Regions from separate parts of the Gossypium hirsutum genome. Here region 1 is linked to region 2. The links are chromatin contacts, called in public Hi-C maps. All regions are on one chromosome and are shown on one strand. Each heading gives the region's core, a stretch centred on a gene start, on an enhancer-like site or on the middle of the called end of the contact. The rest is flanking DNA. Distances are from core to core; before and after follow the strand shown. Region 1 holds the start of LOC107955180 (protein trichome birefringence-like 30). Region 2 has its middle 31 kb from the start of LOC107955177.

What was found. A called contact is a pair of places that touch in the nucleus more often than the background predicts.
Region 1: a contact with region 2 is called in a Hi-C map of leaf, with 4 times the contacts expected there. The contact joins the promoter of LOC107955180 here to the enhancer-like site in region 2. A contact is called at or near these places in 5 of 34 Hi-C or Micro-C datasets (leaf and petal).

What each region holds. Positions count from the first base shown.
Region 1 is chrD04:13,610,312-13,615,399 of Gossypium_hirsutum_v2.1, forward strand. It overlaps LOC107955180 (protein trichome birefringence-like 30), which reads right to left and starts at 2,236. Exons shown (of 5, transcript XM_041092012.1): 1 at 1,731-2,236; 2 at 1,409-1,501; 3 at 1,109-1,308; 4 at 850-993; 5 at 306-761. The coding sequence starts at 1,766. The coding sequence ends at 416. LOC107955181 (clathrin heavy chain 1) reads right to left here. Exons shown (of 32, transcript XM_041092013.1): 32 at 4,580-5,067. The coding sequence ends at 4,918.
Region 2 is chrD04:13,556,863-13,561,901 of Gossypium_hirsutum_v2.1, forward strand. No RefSeq gene overlaps it. Among protein-coding and RNA genes, the nearest start is that of LOC107955177, 31 kb to the right of the region's middle. Within about 2 kb of position 2,714, at least 6 of the 9 cell types and tissues checked have an H3K27ac peak or open chromatin away from gene starts, as enhancers often do. A contact at or near this core is called in leaf, where this site is marked.

The DNA.
Region 1 (5,088 bases), core at 986-3,485, 53 kb after region 2:
AAGTGACTAATTTGTCACTTTTCAATAATATTAGTGACCGATTTGTTATTTTTTGAAAGTTGAGTGGCTGAATTTAAAGTTGAGTGGCTGAATTTAAAGTTGAGTGATTATTTTGTCATTAAAATAAAAGTTGAGTGACTGTTGGTATAATTTACCATTGTTTTTAATACTTGTCCTACCATATTTGGACCTGAAGATCTCAAGGACCACTTGCTTTCCTATCTGGTACCTACAATCCATTGCAGCTTCTAACCAAGCTGGACCTTAGAGCACATTCAAAATCGTTCTAAATTGCACCTGAACGGTTATAAGAAAAGGAGTTCTTGTATTCTTAATCTTGTAACGGATAAAAAGCGAATTATTTTTCTAAATCATACATTCATCTCTAGGACTGAATCAATCATGACAATCAAAGTCAAGTTCGGTACATGATAAGTGCAAATAGCAATTCATTCCACGTATCAGGCAATCCAGGCAGACACCAATGCAAACAATCTGCATACCTTGCCGGATCAGATTTTTGTTCTTGCGTCAGCAACTTACCACCAGGAGCTGCATAGATTGATGTATGTGCATCTTTCCGGTATTCGGATAGCCTCGTTATGTTGAGGAAGTGAAGCGGTATTTTCATGGATTGAATGACATTCACCGCGGTTGTGAAAAGCTGCCAATTGGTACCCACATCAATTCTCGATATGTTCGGAAATGGAGATGTCTCGTTCCAACACTTGATCCTATTCGTGTTATTCCAATCAGAGCTCCTGTTTTAATTTGCATACACAAAATGCGTTAAAGTATCTGTTTAGAACCATCTAATTGAGAAGTTTTCAAGTGTTTGCTAGTTTATACTTCATATGTGTAGGACTCATACTGCTGAAGAACACTGAAGTTCTACTAGAATCAACATTTTCTTCCACCCATTTAGCCCATGATTTCAAAGCCCTCTCATATGCTACATTCTGATCAATGTCGACAGAATCCGTTGCCCCATTACTGAAAGATCCTTGCCTTTTAGGTCAGTTTTGAAGAAAGAATTGAGTGAAATTTTCTAGTATTTCAGAACCATATGTACTAAAGAATGTAAAAGACAACAAATGTAAGAACTTACAGAGCTTTCATAGTGGGGTACCTCCACCAAATATAAGTATTGAATATGAGATAATCCACATTTTTCCAGTTATCCCCGTGTTTTGAGATTGATTCAAGCTTGACTACAGGAACCACTGTGCCATACCTCATTGTTGGAGGGTCTACATTGGATTCAACCAGAAATGGTGCCCAGTAAAACTCCATTGTAGCATTGTAATCCTACACAGTTCAAACAAATTCTTTCATTTTTTTTTCTTAGTTATTTGTATGAAATCAATCAATGAGTTAAAATATTGTAGAAACAGTAGCAAGCAATTACCTCCATTTTAAAGACAGTGGTATAGCTTGCATAACTAAAGCTCTTCTTCTCTGGTGGGATAATAGATTGAACCATACAAACCATAGATAGCATCTGGTTCAAATTTATGGAGTCCCCAACAAACATTAGCCTCTTTCCTCTAAGTTTCTCCAGCAATAAATTTGCCTCAAACCTTAACCCAAAATTTTTAACTATTCAAGGGTTTATGGAGTAGCATATCGTTTCAAAATATGCAAGGAACAAGATACTTGAAGAAAAATGGAAGACTAAAAGAATGAATCTGAAAAGAATTACCAAGTACTTAGAGAAAGAAAGTATTTACTTGGGCAAAGAGCAGTCTCTGGGCTGCCATCTCCATTTCTGGTATAAAGACTCAGGCCTTCCATTCTTCAAGCAAGTCACCATGTCAGTAAGGAACTCACAGTTGTCTTCTTTGTATAAAGGGTGTGATGACCCATTATCAAAAACCCATTCTCCTGTGAAGATATCACACTCTTCTAATGGCGAAACAATCCTTTCATAGTCGCCATCGTCAGCTTTGTTTGTTTCTTGAAGTTGAACATAGGTTGAGTTTGAAGATTCCTGGAAGGGGTGTTGGTGTTTGAAATCTGGGAATGGAATGGTTTTCATGTATTGATTGTAACAAAAGAATGCAAAGAACAAAGTTGAAAAAGTTACAATGGTTAGCATGGGGAAGTAATTGCATCTTTGGGTCTTATCAAAAGGTCTCATTGTTACTGATTCTCTATCACTCTATCAGAGACTGAATTTCTGTTCTTGGGATTTTATCTTCTTCTTTATCTGTTTTTAACTTCCTTTTTAATAGGTATAAGTCAACCTCCCATTTGTTAACTAACAACAGCTTCCGTTACTGTTTCTTTTTCGTTTTTATTTTTTTTAAGGGTAAGAATAAAGATTGTACAGGATCGAATTTAGAATGCCTGAACTTTTTACCACCCACAATTTTTTCTTACCTTGCTTGATGTGTTTTAACCAGTAATGTTGATATTTACTGGTTTATCCATTAAATTAATTTTCGTTGGTTTCATTAAAAAATGTGGCAAATCAAACAACCAACTAATTTTTACGATTAGACACGCTAATGTTGTCACTGTATGGGTGCTGATCCGGATTAGGTGCCCCCGGTTGCTGTTTTCGATCGGGTTGGGGTGGCTCCCAGCCTCCCCCTCTTATGGGGTCTTGGTCTGATTATTAAGCAAGGCTTTCAATGAAAACGAAAGTCGATTAGAAACAGGGATTTATGCATTAATATTTTCATTAGTGGCTAATGTCTAAGTGATCGGTGATGATTCCTTTTTTTTCTACTTTATGGGGTTTGACAGCATATGTTTGAGATCTTGATGATTGGCAACCATTGTGTTGGACAATACGCCATTGTTGTTCTATCTCTAATTACTTTTCTTCTTCAAAAAGAAATCTCTTTTTGTCAAAAAGAATATATATTAGATGAATTTTTACCTTGGTTACTTTTATTAATAAAAAAACTTAAATTTAAGATTACTTAATTGATTATTGGATATATTATATTATCTATTATTTGATTATTAGATAATTTTTATTGTTTAATTAATAAAATGTAAAAGAATACCGACTTTAAAATTTATAGAATAGTCAATCGAGTTATCATTTTTTTGTTTTTTTAGTCCAAAACCGTTAAAACATTAATATGGCCGTTAATTTGATTGATTTGCATCTTAAAAAATATTGGGACTTTTAGTCATGTTTGAGCTGTTGAGTGGACAACAATTAATGGATTTCAATTTCTTTTAACTTTTAGAATGGCTAAATTAGATTCCTTATCATGTTATGCTTTATAGTGGTATCAAAACCTATAAAATTTAACTACTCATAAATTTATTTTAGGTTTAAATTATGCAAAAAAATACATTGAGAAAAACGATTAACATTTTAACATTTACTGAATTAATATTTGATTAACTCAAAACATCAACTTTGTTAATATATATACTGTTGTAAAATGTACATAGAAAAAATTTAAAAAGAAAAAGGAACCGAATATTTTGACTATTTTACCAAAAAAAGCCCTTTTTTTTCAATATTTACCGAAATGGGCCGATTTTTTAATTATTTATCGAAATGAGCCATTTTCCGCGAAATCGCGTCCACGTCAGCGCGACCTGCTGACATGGACACAAATCGCGCCTACGAGGACGCGATTTGCTGACGTGGCATGACCAGTTTATGTTTTTAGCTTGGAAAACTTTGAAAGGCCATAATTTTTGGCTCGGTTGTCCGATTGAGACGATTTTTTTTTATTTCGAATAAATTTTCGAGATCTACGCACTGACAAACTCCCAAAGGCAGTTTGCCGCAGTTTTCGTCGAAAAAGATCCTTTTTTACCCCCTTTTTTGCCCCTAAATTTCGATTTTTTCGGTTTAAAATTGAATTTTGAAACATTCAAATTATTATTTTCCTTATTTATTTGAAGTAAACACCGGATATTTTTTTACAGAATTGCCTTATATCATCCTGTTATAGGTATAAGTCAGCTCATTCCACTTTTGAGAAGTTTCCTAAAATTTTCTATTTTATTCAATTTAGTCCCTAAAACCTAAATAGTCATATTTTCAAATCTAAGCTTCGTTTTTCAATTCAAATTCAAGTTCATCCTTCCATAACATTCAAATATTCTTAAATACAAAAATTTCATGCTAATTTTGAAATAATTACACTTTAATCTCTATACTCGTAACTAACAAATTATACTTTACAAATTAGTCCCTATTCATCTCTAAGCAGTTTTTCAACGCATAGATCTCGAAAAGTTATTCGAAATCAAAAAAAATTCGTCTCAATCGGACAACCGAGCCAAAAGCTATAGCCTTTCAAAATTTTCCATGCTAAAAACATAAACTGTTCATGCCACGTCAACAAATCGCGTCCTCGTAGGCGCGATTTGTGTCCACATCACTAGGTCACGCTGACGTGGACACGATGTCCTAACACGTACCCTGACATCGCGCTTACGTGGACACGATTTCGCAAAAAATGACCTATTCTGATAAATAATTAAAAAATCGGCCTATTTCGGTAAATATTGAAAAAAAAAGAACTTTTTTGGCATTTTGCCCAAATATTTTAGGTGTAAGGGGGGAAACAGAGTCGAAAAATATCAAATTTCGAAACAATGACGGGCGTAATGTGCAAGTGTTTTCGTATATACTCGTAAGTCGCTTCCAAACACCGGAAGAAAATAATACTACAAAAAGGAAAATTACAAATATGCATTAAATCCTCGGCTTGCCCCCTATCAGCAGCCAAAAAAATGCCTCTTGCTACATAAAAAAAATGAATATTACAAGACATATCACACACCCTACCAGAGACGGACAAGAAAAATAAAATGACAGCGTCGAAGCGTGAAAATTTGCCACTAATAGAACTACGTCAGCCTTTTAACCTCAATGCACCATGGGATTCCCCGCTGCTAATAAAACCTTTTTGACAAAACAGACTTGGTTAGGACTTAATAGCTGCCCATTTGTGGCATGCCGTATGGTGGCATCGGAGGCATTCCCATTCCTCCTCCCATAGGTGGTGGAGGAGCAAAACCTCCTCCCATGCCTGGCATCGGAGGTGCTGGCAAGGCAAGAGGTAGCAACTGCGCATACATGTTCTGCAATACAATGCATTTCAA
Region 2 (5,039 bases), core at 1,464-3,963:
ATAATAAAAATAAAGATAAAATAAATAGAAAGATTTAAATAAGAAAAACAAGAAATCACCTTCAAATTTTGTTTTTATTTTCTTTTTTGTTCGTAAAAGAGGGAAACGGAACCCCTTACAGTGATGATACTCGACTTTTTATAGCCCATGTTACATGATTTTTTTGTATTTTTTTATTGCTTGCGTGTCTCCCTCCTTGCAGGTGTCAGTGCAAGTGGTCGACGTGACAGTGGCGGCGGTGGCAGAAGGGCAGTTGGCCAGAAGGCCCTAGGTGCGGCGCACCTATGGTTAGGGTTTCCTTTTTCTGATTTGTGTTTTGGGCCATTTGGGCTTTGCATTGTAATTGGGCTCGGGTTGTAATTGGGCTTGGGGTATTGGGTTTGCTGATTTGTAAATTGGACTGGACTTTAGTTTATTTTGGTTTTATTTGTTCTTTGGTTTAATTGGGCCCGGGCAAAATGGGCTTGTACAATTTTAATTAATTAAATTAGATGAGATATTTGTATGGAAGTATGAAGAAATTTATTCAAACTCTCCATGCTCTAATGCTACCATCATATAAAAGGGGAAAAATTCTCCTTTTCTTACAATTTAGTCCTTTGTTATGAAATCTCGTTATTTCACCCAAAATTCTTAGAATTTTCCCTAGGCACCAAAGAGTAAAGATGAAGCAGATTTCGTAGAGAGTATGTTCCACAACTTAGAAGCAAGAAATTAGTAGATGTAAGTGAAGAAAATTAGAAGAAAATAGAAGGATAGTGATGAAGTTGAGAAATAAATGGAAAAGAAGCAAAAGAGAAGAAATTCTTGTCAAAAGTGGTAAGTTTGCAAATTAAATTTACTTATATCTCTATGATTTGAGTTAAATATGTTATGAATGAAATGCAAGATATGTGAATTTTAATTGAAATAGTAGAGATAGAAAGTAATTGATGAAGTATGATATGTAGAAACACCAAGTTTTAAGTGAAAGAGAGAAATATGATTTGTATTACGAGAAGTTTTAAGGTAAATAAATGAATATGATATCAACATATGAACCTAAATGACTCTAATGAATAGTATGTATGTTTAAATGAAAGTTAATTTAAAGAACCATGGAAAAGTAAATATTATCACAAACAATTTTTGGACAACAGCAGTAGCTTAAATTTAAAAATTCACAAAAAAATTTAAAAGATGAGTTAAATGATAAACCAAGTATGAAATTAAATTTTAATGAATCTAGTTCTGTACAGAAGAAACGGTGTAAGCAATGAGATTGTATTGAATGAGATATATGCATTTTAGTGAAACAAGGTTATACAAATTGTAGGATTTGCTATTCTAACTTTGAAAATCATTAAAAATTGTAAAAAAAATAGTTAGGAGATGAAATTCATATATATATATAAATCTTAATGAGTCTAATTTCAAGAGAAATAAACAACAATGTTATATGAATTTTATACAGAAAGATAAATAATATTTAGTGGAGAAGGGTCAGAGCTTCTTAGTAGTAGAACAATGGAAGATTTGAAGAAAAAAATGGCATTAATATACTTTGAACTAAATTCTGAGTTTTTTTTATGATAAAAAATTCATTGAGTCTAGTTTCAAAAACAAAAAGTGTATCTTAATTTTGATTTTTGTAGGCCAAGATATAAATAATTTAGTAACTTCTACTCAAGTAGACAACCTTGTTAAGAGTATAAGTGCAATTAGTGAAAAAAGTATTTCATATTACATATAGGCATGCTATACTAAAAGTCAAAGGTACTCACATATATATATACATGTACATATAGGATGTGGAATGAAGAGGAGGAAGAAGAGGAAAAATAATGAAGGAGTTGTAATGCTAAGAAGTTCACATAAGAGATGGAATTGCTAATATGTAAGAGAAGCTAAAATGAACTTGTGAAGATTAGATTGACCTTTATCGAAATTTTAAGCTTGGAAAGTGACCAAGAATGTTTGAAAAATGAAATAATGATGTTTAGATATTGTGTCATAAATGCTTACAACTTGATTTTTGGATCTCCTATTCCAAGTCTCAAGACATAAGAGCCAAAGTCTCTAGACAGGTAAATTTCGAATCTAAAATAGTACAGTTCTAGGGTCATGTCTCGAGACATGTACTTTTGTCTCGAGAAAAGTAGATTTCGAACCAAAATTGCTACAGTACTAGAGTAATTTCTCGAGATACGTAGATTCTTGTTTCGAGACATATAAACCATGACTGAAATTTTTCTTGTTTTGCTTTAAAAAAGACCTCGAACAACCTCCATTCGAAACCAGGTCATAAAAAAAGTTTACAAATGGTACAAGAACATTTAAATAACTTTAAATAGGTCTGAATTATGAGTGGAACATGACTAAATAGTTTAAAATTTAATGAAATAATTGGCTCGAAAATGTGACCTTCTTTACTCGAATTTAATTAATAGCTTAGGTAAGGGATTTAAGTTACAAGCTAAACAATTCATTTATCGTAGCAGGCCTCCAAAGGAAGACTGATTGATACAGGAATAATGGAATCAGCAGAAACACTAGAAACGGACATGGCATTATTATACATCCCATCTTTAGAAGAAATTGTGCTTGAAATCTCATCCCTTGTATGTTTTTTAGTTTCATCGAGTTCCATAATATCCTCTTTAGCTTTGTACCTCGATGGTGAAGTAGAAAAAATGCCCAATTGACCATGCGGTGGGCCCATCTCTCCAATAGAAGCAATGTTTGTATTCGGTAAAGGCCCAAAATGTGGTTGGCCCATTTGTGTAGCAAGTTGACCTCCACTCAAAGCCGGTTACCCGGGCCGAAAATTTAGGAAAAGACAAGTAGCAATTGTCAATCCTTGATTTATTCCTAGCCGCAAAATTTCAATCACCACTATCCCTGAATTCATGCCTTCACTGATGCAGTCGCCTCCTATAGCTGTACCGGACTTCAGCATGAATACTTTCTTGCCAACCACGAACCACTTTGTCCTCTGGAAACTCAATAGGCTTCCTACAATTGTTTTCAATGTGCCCAATGGGCCCAAAAGTGTAGCAAATCAGCCGAATGCATTCATAGCTAAAAGAGACTTCAAAGTATTGATCCCCTTACTTTGTAATCTTCTTCTTGCGCGTCAAAGGTTCGTTGATGTTGATACGAACACAAATTCACATATAGCTATTATGGAAATTACGTTGACTATTCACATCATAGTCTAAGAAACTATTAATAACATTACCACGATTTTTGACGAGACCCTCAAGAAAAAAACCGAGCAAGATCTATACTTAAACAAAAAAAATTTGCATATAAAAATTCAATCTCATCGACATTTTCACTTTTGGCCAATTGATGGATAAACAGGATACAATTATTGAATGACCATGAACCCCCGAAATCATCTTCTTCAAATCCACAATAACGAACAATTTAATAAGATAAAGACTATTTTCACCAATAGTCTTGCTACTAACACCTTGAATTGAACGTCAAAGAGATAAGAGGGAATGTTCCATAGCATTAAAGTTGATGGCCCTTTCACCCACGAACTTACCAAACCAAGCAAAGGTCATAATCAATTTCTTCCCTATAGATTTCTTCAATGTTAACCACCAACTCAACATCTACCTTCTCTTTAATTGAAAAAACCTTAAGCTCGGTCTCTTTACTCAAAGTACAAAAAAAAAAAGAAGATAAAAGAGAATTAACAAGCAATACAAACATGCACAACAATATTATAGAACTTGCACTCTAAATAGGTTAGGAAAAAGAGAGAGAGCGAAAGAACGAGCCAAGACAACAATTGGATATACTATTAGTGTATGAGTTTTATGCACAATTAATGAATAAAAAACAATACTTCATCATTGGATAAAACAAAAAAAATAGTAGATGACCTATATATAAATACTAATAATTTTATTTTAAACATAATTAAATATAAATATGAATTATAATTATTAGGGATAAATCCCAAAACTACACATGAACTTTGTTCAATGTGCAATGTTATATATGAACTCTGATTTTGTGCAATTTTATACATGACATTTTGAATTGACTCAATTTTCATAAATAACTAACAAAATTATCAATATAATATCATTTTACATTTGAAAATCACTTAAACAAATAATTATACTTATCCAATATAAAAATAAATTGATGTATCCATTTCATTAAATGTATACGATTGAATCAAAATCAAAGTTTAATGTGTATAATTGCACAAAATCAAACTTCATGTATCAAAGTGCACATTGGATCAAAATTCATGTATAATTTTGATATTTATCTCTAATCATTATTTCTATAGTTTCCAGTTTAGAATTTATTGTTTAGGATTTAATGCTTAGGATTTATATTGAATTTTGAGTTTACGGTTTAAGGTTTATATTGAGTTTTGAGTTTCGGATTTCAAATTTTGAGTTTATTTTTAAATAAAGTTAGTTAGTATTTTATTTATAAGTCCTATTGTATTTTTCATTTCACTAGTGATGAAATGTCGTGTTATTATTTACTAGCAGTGCATGAGACTTATGCATTGAGGGTATATCAAATATTCACTCGAAAAACATACCACGTAAGGTTAAAATATGCTACAAGTCTTTGTACTCTTCCTACATATGAAATATAGTCTCTTGACTTCTATTTTTAGGAATTTAATCACCTTACTTTTCAAATTGCAAGATTTTGGTCCAATGGTTAAATGCGTTGGTGAAAAGCTTTTACAAGAGGCTCGAAGTCGACAAGATTTGAAGAGGGTATAAGTAGTGAATTGCATTTGTTAATTGTATTTTGATCGTAGTTTATTCTGTTGTATATGTTTTGTTCAACAAATTGTCAAAGGGGAAGATTGTTGGAATAACTAAGATGTGTTTGAGGAAGCAACCACTTCCTGAAGTATTGCAACAGACTAGACACTTTCCATATTTAGTTGATTGATAATTTATTGAATCAGATTTTTGGGTTATGCTAATATTGTGGATTGTTTCTAGCCCACCAATGAAAATCATATCACTTGAGGAAACATATTTGGAGACCATCGGATTGAGTCT